2 separate regions of the Manis pentadactyla genome follow, and region 1 is linked to region 2. Evidence: chromatin contacts called from public Hi-C data. All regions are on one chromosome and are shown on one strand. The core of a region is the stretch at or near the end of the contact, and the rest is flanking DNA. Distances in the headings are between cores, read along the strand shown. Region 1 holds the start of MMRN2 (multimerin 2). Region 2 holds the start of LOC118932811 (neuropeptide Y receptor type 4-2-like).

Region 1 (4,209 bases), core at 1,471-3,970, 270 kb before region 2:
TCTGACCTGTCATTTAGGAGCTGTGAGGCCCTGAGTGGCAACCCCATTCCCTGTGAGTCTCATATGTAAAGTGTAGAGGAGAGTGGTGACCTTGCAGCAACAATGCAGAGATGGGGCACCTTGCCTGGGATTCAGCTCGGCCCCCCAATTCAGGCTAACCGTGTGGAGGAAGCAGGTCTTGGTGCTGAGGAGCCAGATCCTGAGCTGCTGCTCTCCCCAACCCCACCAAAGCCAGGGAGACGGAAAGAGCCTCTCACCATGGAGTCCAAATACCCACATTGTTGCTCACTGGGCCCAGCCCCGCAGGGGCTCCGAGGACCCGGGAGGTATTTAACCATGTCCCTCCTCTACCTCAGGACCTGCCATTGAGCACCAAGCTGTTCTGTTGGAACTTCTTGCAAACGGTTGTAATCTGGGTCTGTGTCCAGGTGGCCCTGGGGCTCGGGACACAGGAGTGAGGGGCAAATGCAGGGCAGAAGGCCTGGTTCTGGCAGCCGGGGTGGGGATGGAGGGTCCACCAGGCTTGTGCTGATGGGGTGGGCTCTCCACCTTCCCTACTCTGTCTTAGCGGGAAGGTGGGGCAGCATTTCCGCTTCTCCCTTCACAGGAGCACAGGAAGCAATCAGCCCGAGGAAGCCGCGCGGCGTTTCCTTCCTTTCTCACCAGCCCCTCAGGGGCCTGGACAGCCTGGGCTTGGCTGCTGTGGTGAGAAGACCCAGCAGATCCAGACTCCCCTGGGACCCCCTGGACTGCCCCTGGGACCAGGGCTTGGGACATCTGCCTGGGCATTCTTGGGCCAGGGTGTCCTTGTGTGTACATACCAGGACCAGCCAGAGAATGGCCGAGTGAGCCCGCAGGGCAGCCCACGAGCAGCCCAGAGGCCCTCTCTCTCTGGAGCTAAGGGAGCATAGTACCTCCCTAGAACCCCAGGGGTGTGAAGAACAAGGAGAGTCTCCTAGCTCCTTCCCACCCACTTGGGCCCCTCGTCCTCCCTTCCATCAAAGGGAGGCAAGGCAGCCTGGAGACAGAGGCTTGGAGCTTTGGGGACAGAAGGCGAGGTCCTTGGTCCTGAAATTGGAGTTGGCTGGGGGGATTCCCCCACCAAGTCACCTGTGCCCTCAGCTCTGAGCAGAACTGGGGGTCAGACAGGGATGGGGTCTCCCCAGGTTCATCTTTTGCGCCACTCCCCACATACAGCCAGCCCCTCCTCACTGAGGGTCACTGCACTCGGTCTGTCACCCTCCTGCCTCTCCCTGGCCGAACTGGCTTTTGGGAAAGTGTCTAACAAACACATTCCCCTTGGAGTGTCAGAGCTGTACAGAACTGTTCAAGGCAGATCCACTCAGTAAGCCAGCGTGATGGTGCCTCTCAGCCAGATGGGTGACTCTGAGTTGGTGTCAGCTGGTCCCTCTCAGGCTCAACCAAGATACAGGATGCCCTCAACCAAGTCTGTGTGTGTGTGTGTGTGTGTGGCAGTGGGGAAAGCGAGGGAGGTGGGGATAGGTGAATCCAGGGGCTGGGGCTGCCTCAGAGTGCTCTGGGAATCAGAGCATCATATCTGGAGTGATGTGTGAACTCAGATCCTGGCTCCAGCTCTCCTTAGCTGTGTGACCTGGGGCCAGGTGTTTAGCCTCTCTGAGCCTCAGGCTCTGCCTCTTACAGACCAGGCTGTTGGGAGGATTAACTGAGATAACACGTGGTAAGGTGCCCAGCCCAGAGATGGGCCCAGTCAGTGGCACATGCTGTGGTGCTGTGGCATACTCTGAGGAGGGCCCTGCGGGCCCAGGACCTTACCAGTAGAGGATCACTGGCCCTGGGCAAGTGAGACTGGGAAATGGTGTCCTGGTCCAGTCACAAGACCATTCAGCCCATTTCCAGAGGGGCACTGAAGTATAGTTTGTTGAATCTGTGGTCTCCTTTTTGTTCTGGAAATAGAGCAAGGCACCCTGTCCACTCACTGCTTGGCTCCTAGGGCCAGACTGGCCCACACCAGTCCCCCTGGGTGCTCAGATCAAAATTCAGTTCCCAAGAGCATCTGACCTCTCTGGTTCAGGCCAGGCCAGCTTGCCTGGGCTCAGCTTTCAAAACTGACTTACTTCAAAGAACAGGAGTCACTGCCAGGCCAGTTGGGATTATCTGGAGCCATAGCCTCTTAGCACCCCATACTGGGTGATCGGTGGCAAGGAGTACTCCCAGCCTGCCCAGCTCCCCAGTCCCTTCCTGACTATGGGTTAGGCAGGGAACATCCCACAGTGCTTAGCCTGGGCCCTGGGGTGCCCAGTCCAGGCTGGCTGGGGGTGCCTCTGGAGGGGGTCCTGGCACCTGGCACCTGATTCATTCTCACAGCTGGCCCAGTGGATAGGTTTTAGCTCATTTCACAAGTGGGTACCTGAGGACAGAGGGACCCTGTTCTGGCTGAGCTGGGACTTAGATCCTGGACCACCACCTCCCACAAGGCCCAGGCCCTCCTTACCGTCCAACGGGGCCCCTGCCGTTGTCCTCGGCCTCTGCGCTCCAGACCCCAGGTGACCTGGAGCTGTGTGGATTAGAGAACCTGGTACCTGGGGCCTGAGCCCAGGCCCCTGGCAGCCCCCAGCCTAGGGGCCCCCCAAGGCTGAGCAGCAGGGTCAGGATCATACTGGCAGTGGACAGTCTTAGCCTCGGCAAGTGACTCCAGAAACTGCTGGTGATGGTGACGTCGTCTTCAAGTTAAGTTTCAGAAGAGAAAAAAAACCACAGTAACAACAAAGAGAGGAAGTGGCCTGGGCCGGCCTACCCCGTGAGTCTCGTCCGGCCCCCTCATCCCTGCCTGGCCCCCACAGAGGCAGCCAGCAGCACAGGCCGGTTCCTGTGCCCTGAGAGGACTCTGGTCAGGGACGCCAAGGGCATGGGAGACACAGGGTGGGTGGTCCACCAAACATGTCCCCATGGGAGTCAGGAGAAGAGCACAAGCATTGAGGTGGGGCTGCAGGAAGAGGTCGGGTCAGGCCCGGGACACTTGCTGCCCATCTGCGCTGGTGGTCAGGAAGTGGGCATCTCATGCCTATTCAGCACCTTTCACCCCTGGGCTGTGGGAGCTGGCAGGTGGTTGGAGACTCAGAGAGAGAAAGGAGCTGTCCAAGGGTCACATGGTCTATAGTCAGAGGCCAGGGCACAGGGAAGCCCTTCGTGTGGCCTGCACTCAGCCCTCCACTTGACCTCGCTAAGGCCCTGAGATGGGGCCATCCGAGGTGCTAGTGTGTAGCGGGGCAGCCCAGGCCGGTCTGGGAGGTTGGCTACTCTTGCCTGACAGGCCTGCGGGGCCCAGACCCCTGCCCTACCTGGGCTGCTGGTAGCAAAGGACCCCTGCCCCCTGCCCCCTGCCACCCCCCCACTTCAGACTCTTTCTCTGTCCCAGATGTACAGACACAGCAGCTCCAGGCCTGAGAGCTCCCAGCCAGGTTTGCCCCTCTGGGTGGGGCAGCAAATTAATGAGGGGCAGTGATGGATAAGGCTGTGTCCTGTCCCCGGCAGCCCCTCCTGGAAGGCTGGGGGCAGGAGGGGAGGGTTAAGCCAGCAGGGGCCCGGGGAGCACCCCACCCTGGGAGAAGGTAAGGGCGGGCATCCTCCGTCCCTCGGTCCCCGCCCCCGCCCTCTGCTGGCAGAGCTCCCACCAGCCAGCCGCCGCATCATCAATATTTCACTGGCGTCAATAAGAGGCAGCAGCAGGGCCAGCCGCTGCGGCAGCACTCTCGCCAGCTCCGACAGCACATCACGGGGAGAGCCAGGCTCCTGTTCCTGCACACCACCATGGATGTTTTCAAAAAGGGCTTCTCCATTGCCAAGGAGGGCGTGGTGGGTGCTGTGGAGAAGACCAAGCAGGGGGTGACAGAAGCGGCCGAGAAGACCAAGGAGGGCGTCATGTATGTGGGTGAGTGTGGGCGTGGCAGAGCTGCAGGGCTGGGCAGCTTGGCCGAGTCTGGGTGCCTGGTTATCTGGAGCCTGACCTTATCTGCCACCCCAGGGAGGCATTTTGGGAGGGGATGAGAACCTGGCTGTGGAGCCAGAGTCACAGGGCCCTGGAATACCCCCCTCCTCCTACACACACCAGTGTCTTTTGGGCCTCCTCAGGGCCCCAGGGGTCACTGGGGCAGGGAAGCAAGAGGGATGCTCAGCTGTGCAGACACACAAATGTATACACAAATGTTTGCACAAATGCACCAGCATCTC
Region 2 (4,089 bases), core at 1,269-3,768:
ATGTGTAAAGGTCTGATGTGTTGGGCCTCTTCCTAAGCCTGGAGCCAGAGGTGGACATCACCTTTCCCCCTTCACAAGATTGGGTCCCAGAGATGTGGCAGCTCAGCCAGGCTAGGCCAGCGAGGATGGGGAAGGTGGCATGGAAAAACCCAGGGCAGTTCTCAGTGTGTTGCTTGCTCAGCCCACAGATTCTCTTTGAGCCCCCACTCTGTACCAGGGAGGCCCCATGCAGACCAAGCTGGACACCAACGGTGCTGGGAGGGACCAGGCTAGTATTCGCCAGTCAAGCTTTACTGGTTATTAAAATATTGCAATACTCCTGTGCTGATTGACTAGGAGGTGTTATCTCAAAGCCTCCGCCCCCAGGACTGCCGTCCCACCCCAAGGCCCCAGCAGACATGGCCTCTCCCCTGGATTCACGCCCCACCCCATGTCCCTGCCCAGCCCACCATAACCCAGCAGTAAAGGCTCAACAGCTGACATGTGTATCATGGGTGGTGATCTTGGTTTGAAGTGTCTGGTGTCCTGCCATTGTTTTATTTATGGCTGTGATCAGTCGGGCAGGCCAGGACTGGACAACCCCTCCAGTGTGCTCAGCCCCGTGTGTGCCCACAGCCGAGTCCAGCAGAGGGGCTACCACCCAACTCAGCTTACCTTCCTCCCTCTTTCTCTCTCCTGCAGGCAGCCATGAGCACCAGCCGCCCTGAGGTGGGTGCCCAGGTACCCCGGAGCCCCTGCCCACAGCCCCCGTGCCGGAGCTCGTCCAGCCTGCTGGGTCAAGGCCGGGGGCAGAGGCCAGAGCTCTGCAAGAGTGCCAGCAGCCCTGGATGGAAGGCCCAGCCAGGTGAGGCTAGTACCTGTCCACCAGGCCCGAAGGAGGAAGGGCACCCAGCTGAGAACACGGAGCAGGCATGGGCCTCCCGCACCCCCCCACAGCCTGGTGTCATGGGCCACTGGCACAGCAGCACAGTGGACAGTGTGTCTACTGTGGGCGGTGGCGATCTGTGTCACCTGCGGATTCCCAGTGCTGCTGCCATGCAGAGGAGCCACTCAGACCTAGTCCGCAGCACCCAGACCCGGGGTCACAGCGGTGCTCAAAAGGCCAGCCTCAGCTGCTCAGCACTTGGCAGCTCTGTCCACAGGGCTCGGCTGCAGCCTGGCACTACTTCTAGCCAGGGAGGCTGGGCCTCTGCAGGCCGGGAAAGGGACCTGACCCCAGAGGATGGGACTTTGAACTCATCCTGGACACAAGGAGAGAGTCAGGTGTGGGTACCGCCACTGGACCTGGGAGACACAGCCAGCCACAGCAGCAGCTCTCAGGCTGGGCCCAGAGCCCCTGGGCTGCCAGCCACCACCTTCTGCCACGCTCAGCCCCCAGCAGCTCTCCTCTGCAGAATGAGGGAGGTGGGGGTTGATGGCTGCTGCCACTCCCTGCCTGCCCCAGGGATCCTGACCTTTCCCAAACTAATGGCATCAATGAGTGAGTCCAGGCTGCAGCCTCAGCATGGGGTGAAGTTCCACTGTCAATTGTCTGCGGGGCTTCCTGGGCACTCCCCCTGCTGTGCCCATCCTTGGGCTCCCACTAGGTTAGCCACAGAGCCTGGTGCCAGGACTAAGGATGTGTGGACTATGACCTCTGTCGGTGACTTGGTGCCCGTGGTGACATCCCCTCTGTCAGCCCAGGATGCTGGTGTGCAGGCAGCCCCCATGGCAGTCTGCAAGGCTGTGTCTACCAGCCCACCCCTGGAAGCCCCTGTGGCTCTGCATACATTCCCAGAGGTAACTCTGGGGTCCAGCCTGGAGGAGGCAGCATCCCCTGTGCGGGATGTGCGATGGGATGCTGAGGGCATGACATGGGAGGTTTATGGAGCTGCGGTAGACCCTGAGGTGCTTGGCATAGCCATCCAGAAGCACCTGGAGATGCAGTTTGAGCAGATGCAGCAGGCACCCACCAGCGAGGAGAGCCTTTCTGCCCAGGGCCGGAGGCGGCCGCTGCGAGCTGTCATACAGTCCCTGCGGTGCCCCAGCTGCTGCAGTTGTTCCAGCGAAGCTCCTGAGTGAGGAGCTGCAGCCCTTGGCACTATCCTGGGCCCATGGACTTGGCTGCAGGCCAGGGACAGTGGGGTCCCCGTGCTTCTTGGACCCATCTGCAGCCGTGGACATCTCTGCTGTCAGGTGCCAGCAGACCACAGGACTGGAGCCTGGGCGCTTCCTGCTTTTCACAGCTGAGCTGGTTTTTAAGGGCTTGATCCCCAGGAGCCACATCTCTGCTCATCTGGGCTCTGAACTTTTGGGACAAAGTTTCAGCACTGTTCTTAAGGGAGATCCTGATTTTTCTGTAAAAATACTCAACCTTTTGTTTAGTGTCTTCTCAGAACTCTGCTGATTTCCCCTAAGACACTTGGTGGCTTTATTTTAAAGCAACACTGAGATATAATGGATTTCTGATGTGAAAGGTGGGCCCAAGTGACAGGGACAGGTCTTTAGGGAAGGGGACTGACATTGTTGAAGGCCTCCTGTGTGCCACATGCTATGCTCGTCATCTAACCTTGTGGAGTCTTCACCTCTTCACCCCATTTTACCGGTGAAATCACAGACCTTTGGCAAGGCTGTGGCTGACATGCTCCAGGTCAGACAGCTTGATGTGGTGGCCAAGATACAAAGCCAAGGCTGGCCGAAGCCTGGGGTGTTTCCCTACAGCACATGGCTGTTCAGTGCAGTGCAGTCATGAACAAGACAAATTATTGAGCCCATATTCTCTGTCAGGTTCTGTGGATTCCTTGGGGAATGAGACAGAGGCTGCCGGGGCCCTGGCTGAGCTCATGGTGGGTGGGGCACACACCAGTACCAGCATTACTGAAGGGCAGCAGGTGCTCTCAGAACCAGCCTACCTTGCAGCCCTTAGTGTCAGGGACTGGCCTCAGAATGGGGCCCACGTATGTTGCAGTGACTGAAATTGCACCATTGTTACTTCGTTCTTTTGGCTTAAGGATTTATGCCCAGCTGGTGCTGTTCTTTGAAGGAGGGAAGGCAAGAATAGACAGGAAAAGGGAAGGAGCCTGGGATGGGACCTCCCACCTGGTACCAAATGGCCAGAGCTGTGAGGCTGTGGAGAGCAATGAGGCCTGTGGGCTTATTTGCCCAGTCCTGCCTATGTGACCTAATGTGGGCCAGGTCGGGGGGGTCGGGACCATGGGAGTTGGGGAGCCCAGGACACTGGGCTGATTTCATTGCCCAAAGATCTCTCAAGACTTGTGGAGGATGGGAATGGCCTATGTCCTTGTTCTAGGGCTTTCTGTTGAAGATTCTAAGCTCCTGGGACAAAATCTGCCAGCCCACCTTTGTGAGGGGGCTAGAAGGTTAGTGTCCTGCCAGGGTAACCCAGCATGGGAGGGACTTAGGGCCCCTGTGCAGCTATGCTCACAACCTGGCCCTGTTCCTGGTGCCTTGTCTGCACCTAGGAGTCCAGGACCTGACAGCTGGCTTACCTTTCCCTGCCCCCATAGACCCAGTACTCATTGAGGTGGAAATGACTCATGCAACAATGGGATAATTTTTAAAGCAGAAGAGGCATTCTAATAGGCCCAAGGAACCAGGTGAGAAAGGCATGTTACAGATCAGAATGCCTCCCAGGCCCCAGGATGGCATTTTCTTACCCAAAAATGTGCATTTCTTTTCCTGCTCCTTGCAAGGCCCTGCTTAAAAATGACACTGAATCAGAACTGCTTCTGAGGGCAGGGCTGGGCAGTGGGGGTTGATATAGTGGGCAGGAGGGGACTTGGCCATGTCCCCCTTTTGAAATGTGATCAAGCAGGTTTTCATACAGTTGTGGGGTGCTGGGCACCATGCAGCCTGTGTCCTGTCTGTCCCTCTGTGTGTGGCACAGGGCAGACATTGCATTCTGGGGAGTGACACCTGGGTACCAGGTTGTATGCTTGGCCCTGCACAGGAGCTCTAGCTGTTGGGACCTGTGCAGAGGAGTGGTGAAAGTGGGGCTGGCCCCTTCACACAAGGCCACAGCTGAGCAAGGTCTTGAAGACACAGTGTGGCTGGACAGGTGGGCAGAAAGAACAGCCTACTCAGAGGCTT

The links. Hi-C and Micro-C count contacts between places; a contact is called where the count stands out from the background.
Region 1: a Hi-C map of fibroblasts shows a contact between it and region 2, with 7 times the contacts expected there. The contact joins the promoter of MMRN2 here to the promoter of LOC118932811 in region 2. A contact is called at or near these places in 2 of 3 Hi-C or Micro-C datasets (fibroblasts and skin fibroblasts).

Annotation. Positions count from the first base shown.
Region 1 is chr8:65,693,991-65,698,199 of mManPen7.hap1, reverse strand. It overlaps MMRN2 (multimerin 2), which reads right to left and starts at 2,720. Exons shown (of 7, transcript XM_036926538.2): 1 at 2,474-2,720. The coding sequence starts at 2,637. SNCG (synuclein gamma) reads left to right here and starts at 3,668. Exons shown (of 5, transcript XM_036926561.2): 1 at 3,668-3,910. The coding sequence starts at 3,790.
Region 2 is chr8:65,424,630-65,428,718 of mManPen7.hap1, reverse strand. LOC118932811 (neuropeptide Y receptor type 4-2-like) reads left to right here and starts at 2,518. Exons shown (of 2, transcript XM_036926569.2): 1 at 2,518-4,089. GPRIN2 (G protein regulated inducer of neurite outgrowth 2) reads left to right here. Exons shown (of 2, transcript XM_057505828.1): 2 at 682-2,365. The coding sequence starts at 688. The coding sequence ends at 2,061.